Regions from separate parts of the Rattus norvegicus genome. Here region 1 is linked to region 2. Evidence: chromatin contacts called from public Hi-C data. All regions are on one chromosome and are shown on one strand. Each heading gives the region's core, a stretch centred on a gene start, on an enhancer-like site or on the middle of the called end of the contact. The rest is flanking DNA. Distances are from core to core; before and after follow the strand shown. Region 1 overlaps Snap23 (synaptosome associated protein 23). Region 2 overlaps Zfp106 (zinc finger protein 106).

What was found. A called contact is a pair of places that touch in the nucleus more often than the background predicts.
Region 1: a Hi-C map of psoas muscle shows a contact between it and region 2, with 1.8 times the contacts expected there. The contact joins two enhancer-like sites. A contact is called at or near these places in 2 of 12 Hi-C or Micro-C datasets (kidney and psoas muscle).

Annotation. Positions count from the first base shown.
Region 1 is chr3:127,991,835-127,998,429 of GRCr8, forward strand. Snap23 (synaptosome associated protein 23) reads left to right here. Exons shown (of 8, transcript NM_022689.2): 7 at 1,788-1,932; 8 at 4,426-6,235. The coding sequence ends at 4,491. Among named protein-coding and RNA genes, the nearest start is that of Haus2, 12 kb to the right of the region's middle. Within about 2 kb of position 4,262, at least 6 of the 93 cell types and tissues checked have an H3K27ac peak or open chromatin away from gene starts, as enhancers often do.
Region 2 is chr3:127,918,896-127,925,914 of GRCr8, forward strand. It overlaps Zfp106 (zinc finger protein 106), which reads right to left. Exons shown (of 21, transcript NM_001419871.1): 14 at 6,141-6,257; 15 at 3,243-3,434; 16 at 2,748-2,810; 17 at 1,452-1,571; 18 at 894-965. Among named protein-coding and RNA genes, the nearest start is that of Zfp106, 42 kb to the right of the region's middle. Within about 2 kb of position 4,091, at least 1 of the 93 cell types and tissues checked has an H3K27ac peak or open chromatin away from gene starts, as enhancers often do.

The DNA of each region.
Region 1 (6,595 bases), core at 3,012-5,511, 73 kb after region 2:
TCTCCTCTCCTCCCCTCCCCTCCCCTCCCCTCCCCTCCACGCCCCTCCTCTCCTCTCCCCTCTCCTCCTCTCCTCTCTTCTCCTCTCCTCTCCTCTCCCCTCTCCTCCTCTCCTCTCCTCTCCCCTCCCCTCCCCTCCCCTCCCCTCCACGCCCCTCCTCTCCTCTCCCCTCTCCTCCTCTCCTCTCTTCTCCTCTCCTCTCCTCTCCCCTCTCCTCCTCTCCTCTCCTCTCCTCTCTCCTCCTCTCCTCTCCCCTCCCCTCCCCTCCCCTCCTCTCCCCTCCCCTCCTCTTCTCTCCCCTCCTCTCCTCTCCCCTCCTCTCCTCTCCCATCCCCTCCCCTCCTCCTCCTCCTCCTATCCTCTCCCCTCCTCTCCTCTCCTCTCCCCTCCCCTCCCCTCCTCTCCTCTCCCCTCCTCTTCTCTCCTCTCCCCTCCTGTCCTCTCCCCTCCTCTCCTCTCCCCTCCTCTCCTCTCCCCTCCTCTCCCCTCCCCTCCTCTCCTCTCTTCTCCTCTCCTCTCCTCTCCTCTCCTCTCCCCTCCCCTCTCCTCCTCTCCTCTCCCCTCTCCTCCTCTCCTCTCCTCTCCTCCCCTCTCCCCTCTCTTCCTCTCTTCTCCTCTCCCCTCCCCTCCTCTCTTCTCCTCTCCCCTCCCCTCCTCTCTTCTCCTCTCCCCTCTCCTCCTCTCCTCTCCCCTCCCCTCCTCTCTTCTCCTCTCCCCTCCCCTCCTCTCCCCTCCCCTCCTCTCTTCTCCTCTCCCCTCTCCTCCTCTCCTCTCCCCTCCCCTCCTCTCTTCTCCTCTCCCCTCCTCTCCTCTCCTCTCCCCTCCTCTCCTCTCCTCTCCCCTCCTCTCCCCTCCCCTCCTCTCCCCTCCTCTCCCCTCCTCCTCCTTCTCCTCTCCTCTCCCCTCCTCCTCCTTCTCCTCTCCTCTCCCCTCCTCCTCCTTCTCCTCTCCTCTCCCCTCCTCTCTTCTCCTCTCCTCTCCCCTCCCCTCCTCTCCCCTCCCCTCCTCTCCTCTCCTCTCCCCTCCTCTCCCCTCCCCTCCTCTCCTCTCCTCTCCCCTCCTCTCCCCTCCCCTCCTCTCCCCTCCCTCCTCTCCCCTCCCCTCCTCTCCCCTCCTCTCCCCTCCCCTCCTCTCCCCTCCCCTCCTCTCCCCTCCTCTCCTCTCCTCTTCCCTCCTCTCCTTTCCCCTCCTCTCCTCTCTTCTCCCCTCCCCTCCTCTCCTCTCCACTCCTCTCCCCTCCCCTCCCCTCCTCTCCTCTCCCCTTTCCTCCCCTCCTCTCCTCTCCCCTCCCCTCCTCTCCTGTCCTCTCCCCTCCTCTCCTCTCCCCTCCCCTCCTCTCCTGTCCTCTCCTCTCCCCTCCTCTCCTCTCCCCTCCTCTCCTCTCCCCTCCCCTCCCCTCCTCTCCTCTCCCCTCCTCTCCTCTCCTCTCCCCTCCCTTCCTCTCCTCTCCCCTCCTCTCCTCTCCTCTCCCCTCCTCTCCTCTCCTCTCCTCTCCCCTCCTCTCCCCTCCCCTCCTCTCCTCTCCTCTCCTCTCCCCTCCCCTCCCCTCCTCTCCTCTCCCCTCCTCTCCTCTCCCCTCCTCTCCTCTCTTCTCCTCTCCTCTCCCCTCCCCTCCCCTCCTCTCCTCTCTCCTCCTCTCCTCTCTTCCTTTGTTCCTTTTTCTCAGTGTAGACTGTTTCTTAGTCTACATTTCATTTACATGTGAGCATCATTTTGATTACTTATTTTTATAATTCTAGATTTAGTCCATTTATAGTTCTGATTTAACTCTCTTTTTTTCCTGGTAGCATAACTAATGATGCCAGAGAAGATGAGATGGAAGAGAACCTGACTCAAGTGGGCAGCATCCTAGGGAACCTAAAGAACATGGCTCTGGATATGGGCAATGAAATTGATGCTCAAAACCAGCAAATACAGAAGATCACAGAAAAGGTAAAAAAAAAAAAAAAAAAAGTAATTAGACCCACAGGAAAATGAGAGTGAATCCAGTGATATTGAGGGATCAATATCTTTTGGGAGGGATCAATGCAGTCTACTTAGGCAGTGTGGTGAGGTGGCTGCTCCAGCATTTTAAAAGCAGTCTTGCTGTTTTGCTCATGTTAGTGGTTCATTGAAAAGGCACATATTAGAATGAAATTTATTTATTTTTTTTTTTTTTTTTTTTTTTTTTTTTTTTTTTTTTTTTTTTTAGAATGAAATTTAACCTAAAACTTTCCACATGAAGCTAAGAATTTATTTGTAGAGCCTGTGAGGTAGCTTAGGGAGTAGAGATGCAGGCCACCAGGCCTGACAACCTGATTTTGATCCCTGGGATCTACATCTTAGGACATAACCAATTCTTATAAACTGTCCTTTGACCTGTACACATATGTACATGCACACAATAAATAAGTGTAATTTTAAAAGAAATTTAAGAATGTATTGAGTAACCTGGGTGTAGTGGTATACACTTACAATCCTAGCATTGGGAAGACAGAGGCATATGGATCTCCCTGAGTTCAAGGGCAGCCTGGTCTACATAGAGAATCCCAGGACTTCCAGGGCGTCATAAAACCTCCCTGTCTCAAAACCAACCAGCAAACAAATCATGTACCAAGTAGATTCCCCCTAAGTTTTGTGTGTGTGTTATGTGCATTCCTTGCCTGAATGCATGTTAGCTTTTACTTTTGTTTTATTCACAGATACAGATAGCCTAGAAGTAAAATCGTACAGCTTCATTTCAGGAGTCAGTAGCAAAAACCAATTCTGTAGACTAGTTCTTGTATAGGGTCATGTGTGACTGGAAAGATGGTTCATTGATTAAGAACACTTACTGCTCTTACAGAGGATCTGGTTTATTCCCAGAAACCATGTCAGGGGCCTCGCAATGCCTATAACTCCAGCTTTAAGGAGTATGAAACCCTCTGACCTCTTTTGGCGCTTGGACTGGAGCCACTTGGTTCCTAAGATGCTTGCAGTGCTGAACCCTGGGTTTAGGGTATAGATTACACATCATTTTAATTTAGATGCTTCTGTGGGTGGCAGTACATCTGTTCCAAAGATCTTTGGCAAAGTTATTTCAGTCTCTTTGGTCAGAGCTCAGTAGCTCCAAATGAAACTTCTGCTCAGAGAGCATTCTTGTCATACTTTATTGCATCAAAAATGGGCTGGAGGGGTTGGGGATTTAGCTCAGTGGTAGAGCGCTTGCCTAGCAAGCGCAAGGCCCTGAGTTCGGTCCCCAGCTCTGGAAAAAAAAAAAAAGAAAAAAGAAAATGGGCTGGAACCAGTGTTGTTGCCCATAATTCCAGCCACTCCAGAGGAGTGGAAAGATCACTTGAACTCATAAGCTCAAGGCCAACCGAGGCAATCAGATCTAGTCTCAAAATCTAAGTTAGAAGGCCTTGGGAGGTGGCTCAGTTGGGAAGTGCTTGCAATGCAAGTGTGAGGACTTGCATTTGATCCTAAGTACTCATATACAAGCTACACATGGTGGTGTGTGTCTGCAACCTTGGGGTGGCAGGGAGCACTTCTTGGTCTTCAAGAGGACTGGGAAACAATTCTCAACACCCACATGGTGGCTTATTCCAGTTCCAGGGGATCCAACAACTTCATGGCTTCCATAGACACATGGTGCACAGACATACATGCAGGCAAAACACCCATACACATTATTTAAATTTTGCTGATTGCTGGTGGCCTTTAATCTCTGCCCTGAGAGAAGCAGAGGCAGGTGGATCTCTGTGAGTTCAAGGCCAGCCTGTTCTCTACAGAGTGAGTTCTGGGACAGCCAGGGCTACAGAGAGATACCATGTCTCAAAATAATATAAAATTTTATGTTTTTTGTTGCACTGGTGATTGAACATAGGACCTCATGTGTGGGAGGCAAGTAATCTACCACTGAACTATATCCCACCCTCTTAACTGCTGTTATTTTGAGACAGTTTGACTGGAACCCTGGCTGGTGTTGAACTCATGATATTCTTGCCATATCCTTTTGAGTGCTGAGATTACAGGCTTATTCCCATATGTAGTTCCCAAATACATGAAATGTTTCATGTTTGTGCATGTGTATGTGTATGTACATGTTTGCGAGTGAATGTATGTCCATAGAATTGCAAATCATATATTCTGCCCCTGAGCTGTGTCCTCAGCTAAAATTAAACGTGAGTTTTGAAACAGAATTCCATGTAGCCTTGGCTGGCTTCGGATTCACTGTGTAGTTGAGGAAGACTGCTTACTGAGGGCCAAGTTCTAGGATTGCTATCCTGGCACATAGCAGGCACATGCCGTGATGCCGGCCACTTTTTATGCAGTGCTGTGAAATTGAACCCAGTGCATCTGGGCAGACACTACCAACTGAGCTACGCCTGCCTCCCTCGGCTTAATTTGCGTTTAAAATGGCTTATTTTGTGAACGGATACTGACGTTTGTTTTTGTTTTTTTCAGGCTGACACCAACAAGAATCGCATTGACATTGCCAATACAAGAGCAAAGAAACTCATTGACAGCTAAAACCCTGCTGTACTTCTTTACCTGTTAACTCAGTCTCGGGCTCCTGCTGAGTCTTTTCTTACTCAGTTTGAAAGACTGTGCGAGAAGGGCGGGAGGAGGATCCCTCCTCCTTCCTTCCTTTCTGTCTTTTGGGGTAGGTTCTTGCTCAGGCGTTCTTACAGTCTTTCTCAGTTTACTCTTGTAGGCTGCTTTCTGTACATCACTTAGTCTCTCCATCTCGTCATTTAGCTTTTGTGTTCAAGACTTGGAAGCATTGCCAAAGAGCCATGAAGGGAGGCAGCTGGATAAGTAGCTTTTGCCATTATTGGTTGGTTGGCTTGGTTTTGGTTTGGTTTTGGTTTTATGGTAAAGAGCAAGAGGAAGGAAGAAGAAATGAAGTGACTCATTAAAGAAACTACAGGTCACAAAAAACCCTCAGTGCTTGGGGTAGGAGCTTTCACACGTGTTTTGTTCTACACTGTTTTTCAGCTTCTGCTCCAAAGAGAGTACAGTGAGTTTTCCAGAAGTGAGCTTCACTCCTAAATCCTTAGTGATTTGGGTATAAACGTAGGCTCTTGGGTCCCGTTTCATATTGCACATGCAGGAACACTATATAAACGAGTGCCTTTTATTCTCATACAGTAAGTCATAGCATGGTCCCATTGCAGGCCTGTTAACTTCATGGAGTTGTCAGTAGCCTTGAAAAGATGTACATATATATGTGAAATCGGAGACTTCCTCACTAAAGCAGGGTGTATCATGTGAATTCAGATTTACCTCATAAGAATTATGTTTAGATATGAAAAAGACTTGTTTTGATCTCAGGTAGAAAAATAGATTGCTTTGAGTTTTGTATAGTTTTAGACATTTAAAAAGTTATAATCTGTTACTAAAAGTTGTTTGGAAAATTATGCCTTTGATTAATTATTGATGACCACACTGCCATTCTCTCTGCCTTACACACAGAATCAAGTTTGTGTAGACCCTGAAGTGTTAGGAAAGCTGAACTGGTATTTGTCACCTTTGTTTAAAAATCAGCATGTACAATTGCTGATTGTAGATCGCAATTAGCGCAAAGTAGATCGGTTTGACCAGTAACCATTGCTTGATTCTTACAATTAAATTTTGTAATTAATGGTATTGTTCTTCAAATAGGTGATGTTTCTATGACTTATTTGTAGGGGCAATCATTTTACCAGCTTTTGTTAACATTAGATAAAGCAAATGTCCATACGTCATGCACTCCAATAGAAAGTTGCATTAGCTCTTCTCTAATTTTCACCAGAAGTGTGTACAGGACTTCCTACGGTTTGCTTTGAGTTCATTCTAGACATTACTTGTCTTAGTCGTTTGAACTTAAATACACTACTGAGTATTTCTGAGTGAGAATTCAAGTCATGTATTGAAGAAGATGCATCTAGCATAGCAACATTCAGAGGGTGAAGAGGACAGTGTGCAAAACAAAGCAGTGTTCCATGCCAGAGTGAAGAGCTTATTGGGTACAGATACCTAATGTATGAAGTATGGCTGAGTGTAAAACACTGGACTGTGCTGTGCCCAAAAGTGCTTCCCTTAGTCATTTAAAAACAACATGCTGATTTGTCCAAAGGAACAGTACCAAAAGGTAGTATCCAAGGTATATTTGGCTAGAATATGCACTAAAGCAACCCTTTGCTCTTGCTGGCTGGTGTGAATGCATGCTTATTTCTTGCCTTAATTTCTATATCTGTAAATGGGAATTAATAAATCCTGTTTTATAAACTAATTTACAGACCAGTAATGCCCAGAAATTTCTTAGAATATGCCAGGCTCACAGGCCACATGGGTAATCCCAATGTTTGGGAACCTGAGGCACAATCAATCTACCCAATGAGTTTGTGGGCTAGCCTAGAGTAAATTGTGTCCAGAAACAGCTTCTACCCCACCCCCCCAAAATCAACCAACAAAACTATTTTTTTAAGATTTATTTATTATGTATATAAGTACACTGTAGCTGTCTTCAAATGTAGCTGTCTTCAGACGCACCAGAAGAGGGCACCAGATCTTATTACACAGATGGTTGTGAGCCACCATGTGGTTGCTGGGAATTGCACTCAGGACCTCTGGAAGAGCAGTCAGTGCTCTT
Region 2 (7,019 bases), core at 2,841-5,340:
AGACTAAATATGCATGAAGAAAACAGCTACAAAAAATTCTTCACAGAAATTTAAATAAACATAAAAATTTAATGTAATAATTTAAATATAAGACCCATCAAAATCCCTCAGAGGGCCATCCTTCACCTGTGGCCCACAGCAATGATGGCAGGCTTCAAGGTTCCCACTCATTCTGCACTGGGACTGCACTGCTAACAAACTGGGAGTCTTGTATGCATTGCCAAGAAAGGGCTTTACTATTCAAGATCTTGAAAACATCCATCCTGGTTCAGCCTCACGATTAAAAACCCTAAATTAAGCAGGGAGCCAGGTGTGATGGCACTTAAATTCCAGCACTGAGGAGGCAGAGGCAGGCTGATCTCTAGGTTGAGTTTGAAGCTAGCCTTAGTCTACACAATGAGTTCTAGGCCTAACAAGGCTACACAGTAAAACCTTATCTAAAAACAAGTAAGAAGGTTGGTTAAGCAGGGTTAGGTGAGTTGCCTGTAACTGTGCCACACTGGCCAAAAATCCTGCTGACTCTGTTTCCAGTGTCCCGTTCACAGCATGTCTGCAAGAGCAGTGTTTTTTGGCTTTGTTTTTTTAAGCATCTAATTGCACCTTCCAATTAGCAGTGGTAACGGATTTCGCTGCACTCATTTTAGCTATTGATGGAAACAATGCTCAGCAACACTGCTGGGTCACTCCTTATGACAAGAAGCAGGACACTTAGTAATGGGGCACATCACAATCAAACTGTTAAGATGTCACTTAGTATAGCAAGCACAAGGCCCTGGGTTCGGTCCCCAGCTCCGAGAAAAAAAAAGTCACTTAGTAGACACATTATCAGCAGCATATGGAGTTTTAAGTAGTAAACATAAAGGCAAAGATTTGACAAAACAAGAGATACCCACCACACTTTTATGGATGGTCATACACATAATCATGTCTTTGTGCCCTCCATAAACTTGCAGTCGATCATGGGACTTAAGCAGAAGGAAAAAAATCAGAGAATTAAGTCAGCGGGAGGACTTGATAAATTATACATTATCACCAATGTCTTTACAACCAAAGTCTCAAACCTGAAACCATTGTAAGGAGGGCTGAACAGGCTTTAAAAAGCTACTGATGCTTTCCAGAAAGCCTGTAAGTCGTGTCAATGATGACACTAAGTTCAGCACGCGGGGTCAGGAGTTCAGCGATATCCTTAGCTACCTAGGGCTGTACAACCCTGTCTCAATCCCTCTTCACCTATCTACCCCACCACCCATAAAAGGCAGGCAATAAATACAAAAATACTAGTTTTGACAACCAGGAGCCTGATCAAGTATCTCAGAGTGGTTTCTGAGTGCCGTCCTTGGCCTGGCTGCTTCCTAACCATTTTAGAAGGCTTCTGAAAGTATGGACTCAGGTGCCAATCCAACCTCACACCAGCACTAAGCGTCATACACAGTATGTGGACCTCATCCTACCTGTAACTCATAGACACGAACAAACTTGTCCAGGCAAGCCGTCACCATCACTTTCCCCAGAATATTCACCACAGTCACTGCGTGGTTGTGGCCTTTATAGATGCGCACGAGCTCACCAGTCTGTATCAGAAGAGAGACACTCATTAGACTGGTTCTTAGGATTCTAGTTGCATTTTCTGATTGTAAAGTTCTAAGGGAAGATTCCGAGGTAAATAATGCGGCTGTTCTAATGCTAACAGCTCATGTTTTTACTCTCAAGGACGTCAGCTACAGAAACATTACACATACCCTCAGACTTTAACATTTATTGACAAGCCAGGTAGTGGCGGACCACGCCTTTGATTCCAGCACTGGGGAAGCAGAGGCAGGAGGATGGATCTGAGTTCCAAGACAGTCTACAGACAGAGTTTCAAGGACAGCCAGGGCTACACAGAGAAACTGTGTCTCAAGAAAACAAAACAAAACTGGAAAAACCACATTTCTGACTTTGTGTTTCTGTTCAGGCACACAGGCCACAGCACACACACTGGAGGTCAGAGAACAGCGTAGGAGAGTCAGTTCTCGCCTTCTACATATGGATTAAGGGGACTGAACATATCTTGTCAGGTTTTGTGGTAAGCGCCTTTACCTGCTGAGCCATCCACAATCTCCTGTTTTTGAAGTATGAGTATTCCTGATCCAAGTATCAGAAATGCTCTAAAATCTACAGCTTTAGAGCAGACATCAATCACAGGTGAAAGTCCTATGCCTCACCCATGTGTCAGGTCACAGTCAAAACTTAAAAAACATATTAAAAACAAAATTACCTTCAGGCTATATATATGAAAGAACTTTTGTATTTATACTCAAGATATTTATTTTATATATACAAATGCAACATACAAAGAAACAATCTGAAATAAGAAACAATCGCCAAGCCGCACTCTATTAACCATTTCACTAGTCCCAAGTAACATGTCATGATGGCCAATGCCATCTAGAGATCAGGAAGAGCTACTCTTCTCTGAGATCGAGGGCAGGCTCTCAACCGTTCATGTCTGTTTATGTACTTTAAACACTCACTAAGAGCCCCGAGTTCAAAAGAGGCCTTCAAATGAAACCTTCCAAAACCCCAAGTCTTCCTGATTAATTCTCTTTGGTAAGGTTGGGATTCTGGGTTTGAGATCACCGAAGAGCACACACATGCACATGGGCTTCCCTAGACAATGGGTCAGATGTAAAAGACCCAGGGCTGAGGAAGCCTCCAAGCTTTAGACTCTCATCTAAAACTTCCGTCCCCTCAGCAACACAGCTTACGTGAATGTTGTGAGCATGCACCGACTGGTCACTGGAGCCACTGAACACGAGGTCGTTCACCACCTTAAAGAGAAACAGGCAATAGATTAACTTCTGTGTAAGTTCTGTCTCCTCTCTAACTTGTAAAGCATACTGGTGGCTGTGAATTTCCTATTTTAAGATGAACACAAACTGCATAAAATAATGTTTCCCAGACACATTTTCTAACTGAAAATGCGTGCCTTACCACCAGGCACTGATGAACTTGCCAGGGCATTGCTAGGTTCATGACCTACACAGGACAACTATGAACTACCCTAGAAGGGCATGAAGTGTGGCCACACTACAGTAAGATACATTTGTTTCTCGCCAGCGTTATTAAAAATGGTTGTTCACTTTGTGATCCAGGCACAAAGGACTATAATCCCCTCGACTGTGCGCTACAGGATGAAGCCATGTTCTAACAACACTGCAGAGCAGCAGAAATGCTGTTCACGCCACCACCCATTCACTCACCTTCATGCAGAGAACAGTCTTGCTGTGGCCCTCCAGGGTTCTGAGCAGCAATCCGTTTCGGGCATCTCGAACACTAATGGTGCAGTCGTAAGATCCTACAACCAGCAGTTTTCGTGCACCTTCCTGAGCTGTGGCGAGGCAGCTGACTGCCCGAGGGCCATGGCATTCAAAGATTTCCTGTCGCTTGTTGTTCTGAAAAACAACCAACCATTCCATAAAAGCAACTTACCAAAAAACGCCAAAAACAGCTAACTCAAACTGCTATATAAACCCTCCCATCTACTGCCCACCCCAAATCCCCAATGTTCCAAACCCTTGCATGACAGCTCCAATCTTCTTTGCTACTTATGACCTCCCCTCCCCTGATCTAGTAGTGCAAACCCACACAGCAAATTCTTTTCTATCCTTGAGCTGAACTGTACTGACCCTAACAACACCCGACTCCAGCGTAGTCTCTGCCAGACTTGGGACTCCTCCAGTGTTATTTTTCTTTCCTTTGCTTGCTATGCAGCTCAGCTGACCTTGAACTAGGTAGCCAGCCCAAACTACTCTCAAACGCATAAATTCTCCTGTCTCGGCCTTCATACTGCTCGAATTACAGGCATAAGTCACCATGCCTATGTTCCCATTGTGTTTTGTCCCTCCAAAGAATATGCTATATAATCTCATGACATTTCAAACTATCTCTGCTGAGAAGTGACTATGTTCTTAAACAATTTTAATTTATTTTTATTTATTGTATGCCTGTGTGTGTGCACATGTATTCAGGTCCCAGTGGAGGCTATCTGAGGGTACTGGCTCCCCTGGATCTGGAGTTACTAGCACTGTGAGCAGCATGATGTGAGGGCTAGGAACAGAAATCTGATCCTCTTAATCACCAGCCCTCTCTCCAGTGTAATGAAGATTCCAACCTCTCAGGAAAGACCTGACTGACCTCTGTGGGCATGTGGTGCACAGACATATGCAGGCAAAACACTCTTACACATAAAATAAGATAAACTAATCTAAAACAAAATAAGTAAACTTAAATTTTCCACGTTTGTGTTACTTTGCTCTTCTGCCATACCCTCACCCCCAGATGTCTGTCTTATGAGGTGTTTTAACAGAAGACAGCAGTCTTCCTATCAGAATGGCATGTTTACACCACAGATTCTAAAACACGTGTTCTTCATGCATGTCTCTCTCCCCTATCTCTTCTCCCTGCTTGCCAATCTTGCTCATAAAGCTTCATTTTTTTAAAAAGATACGTTGGGTACATACATAAAGTAAAACTCCCAGAAACTAAGCAGAAAGCAGCAGCTTTCATATAAGCAATGACATCAAGCCATCCTGACATGCTAAGAGCTGTCTGGAGTTCAGTGTGCAGTGAGGGACAGAGGGAGACTATCTCTCCTGAGCACTATATTCTGCATGCTAGAACATGGGCCAAAAAGAGCCAGTCCTCATGTGCAAATCTCATGCACACAACCATTTGTAAAGCTGCCCTCTACTTCTTGACTTTCAACCATCTAAAACCTTTTCTGCCTGACAAACTCTCCCTTTGTAATGTCAATCTCTAACAACAAAACCTGTACAAAAGAAATATATCTTATAACTATTAAGCTTTTGCCTTATAAATAGAATTTTAATTTTGCCCTTTTGTCTTTATTCCTATTGCTTAATTCAATCTGATCAGGAGACTGGCACTTCAATTAAAAAAAATCTGCACTTGTCACAATAACAATGGACCAAATCACTTATTATAAACGTACTAGAGTCTTCAAATGTCATTTGAAAAGTTTCCAAAAGGCCCAAACATCACATTTCTTACACCGTGCTAGTCAGTGCCACAGCAGAGGAACCCTGGCAATGACGAGGGGTGGAGCTACACCAGTCACACTTGGGAACCCTGCCTCCATGGATAGTGCTCCCACTCCCTTTTCCTCAGCCCGTCCTTCATGTCAGCTGCCACAAGGCATTCCCACAAGGTGTCCCTGATTCTACCAGTAAGTCCTACCCAAGTTTGTCAATGCACACTTACCTTCTTCTTAAACAGAAGCGAGATCAAGTCTCCTGGGGCACAAGCTTACTACTCTCATATCTCACCACCAGGAACTCTGTAACCGAACTCTGTATAATGCAATTTTCATTATCAACTAGATACAACCTAGGATCGCCTGGGAAGAGAGTCTCAGTGAGGTCTGTCAGGTTGCATTGTGGGTAATGAGAGACTGTCCTGAATGCACTAAGTGGGGAGGACGTGAACCACCCACTGCAGGTGCAGCACTCCCTAGGTTTAGATGCTGCCCGTTTAAGTGCAGTAAGGGAGCCAAATACAGAAAGCCTGCATGCATGTATTCACTTCCTTCTCTTCTTGGCTGTGGATATGACTGGCTTGTGTTGCCTTCAGCCAAATAGACTTTTTTGAGTTGATTTTGATTGGGCATTTTATCATAGCAACATAAACTAGGAAACTCTGGGGCCCAGCAAAGGAAGAAGTTTGCTCACCACATGAGTTGGAAAAGAATGAGGCTGTTAAAGAAACCTCAGAATGACTTCACCTCACAGAGCAGTCTCCAGCTACATAAGTGCCATACATCAGGGAACTCGAATTCACTTTCCATGGTGTCATTCTTAAATCAGACGGACTGGCTTAACATATGACTCATTATTTGGCCCAAATACCCAGGCTTGGTTTAGTTTTAGTAGGACTGCACTTTGGTCGTCCTAGCACACATGAGTCTGAGCTGACCCAACAGAGGACTGATCTCACTTGCACTGGAAAGCAGTGGTTTTTGAATAAAGGCCAGTTCTATTGTTTCCTCAGAGAGAGAAATGACTACTTGCTGTTTCCTACCAGAGAAAGCCGGTCTACTTACAAAGGGCAGGGAAATCCAGCCTGCTTCCCCAACCACTAACCTTTATGTTGAATGTGACCACAGTGCCATTTGCTAGACCAGCATAGAGGGTCCGCCATCTATTATGAAGGCAGAGAACCCGGTCTTCCAGCTGTAACTGTTCCATACATTCTCGGGTCTGAAAAAACAAAACGAAACAATTCCTTACTAACAGAGGGGAGTGGCAATGAGAAGTGTGAACAATTGTTCCTCGAAACACTTTTAAGTGTAAGGCCAAGATCGTAGGGTGTGGTACTATCAAAAAAATAAAAAACTCTAACGATACTGGTATTTCTAATTAAAAACATGAATTCTTTAAAGGGCTAACTTGAGTCTTAAGCTTCTTTTAAAATATTTATTTATGTATTTACTTATTTACGTCTTAAGCTTTTTAATCTTTATCTCTAGATAAAGATGCCCCTGGCAGGCTGGAGTTGTAGCTAGCAGGCATGGAGCCCTGGGTTCAGTCCGAAGCACATCACAAACAGGGTGTGGTGGCCTATGCCTGTTTCTCAGTATTTGGGAGGTAGAAGCAGGAGAATCAGAAATTCTATGTAGTTAACTTGATACCAGCCTGGACTTGCTGCTTGATGGACACATAAGACACTGACTGGTGTGGAGGCCAGAGGACAACCTGCTGCTTTCTTTCTTTCACCATGATGTGGATCGAATGGATCTCAACTTTGGTTAACAAGCTTGACAGCAAGAGCCTTTCTCTGTTGAGCCATCTTGTGGGCCCCATGGTCTGCTTTTTTAAAGTGGGCTCTGGGACTAGAAGGCATTTAAGGCAAGAACTTTACCAATCAACTCATTTTCCCGGCTGCCCTAAAATTTAACTTTAAAGAAGTTAACAGGGGCCAGTGGGATGGCTAGGCTGGTAACAGGTGCCACTGGGATGGCT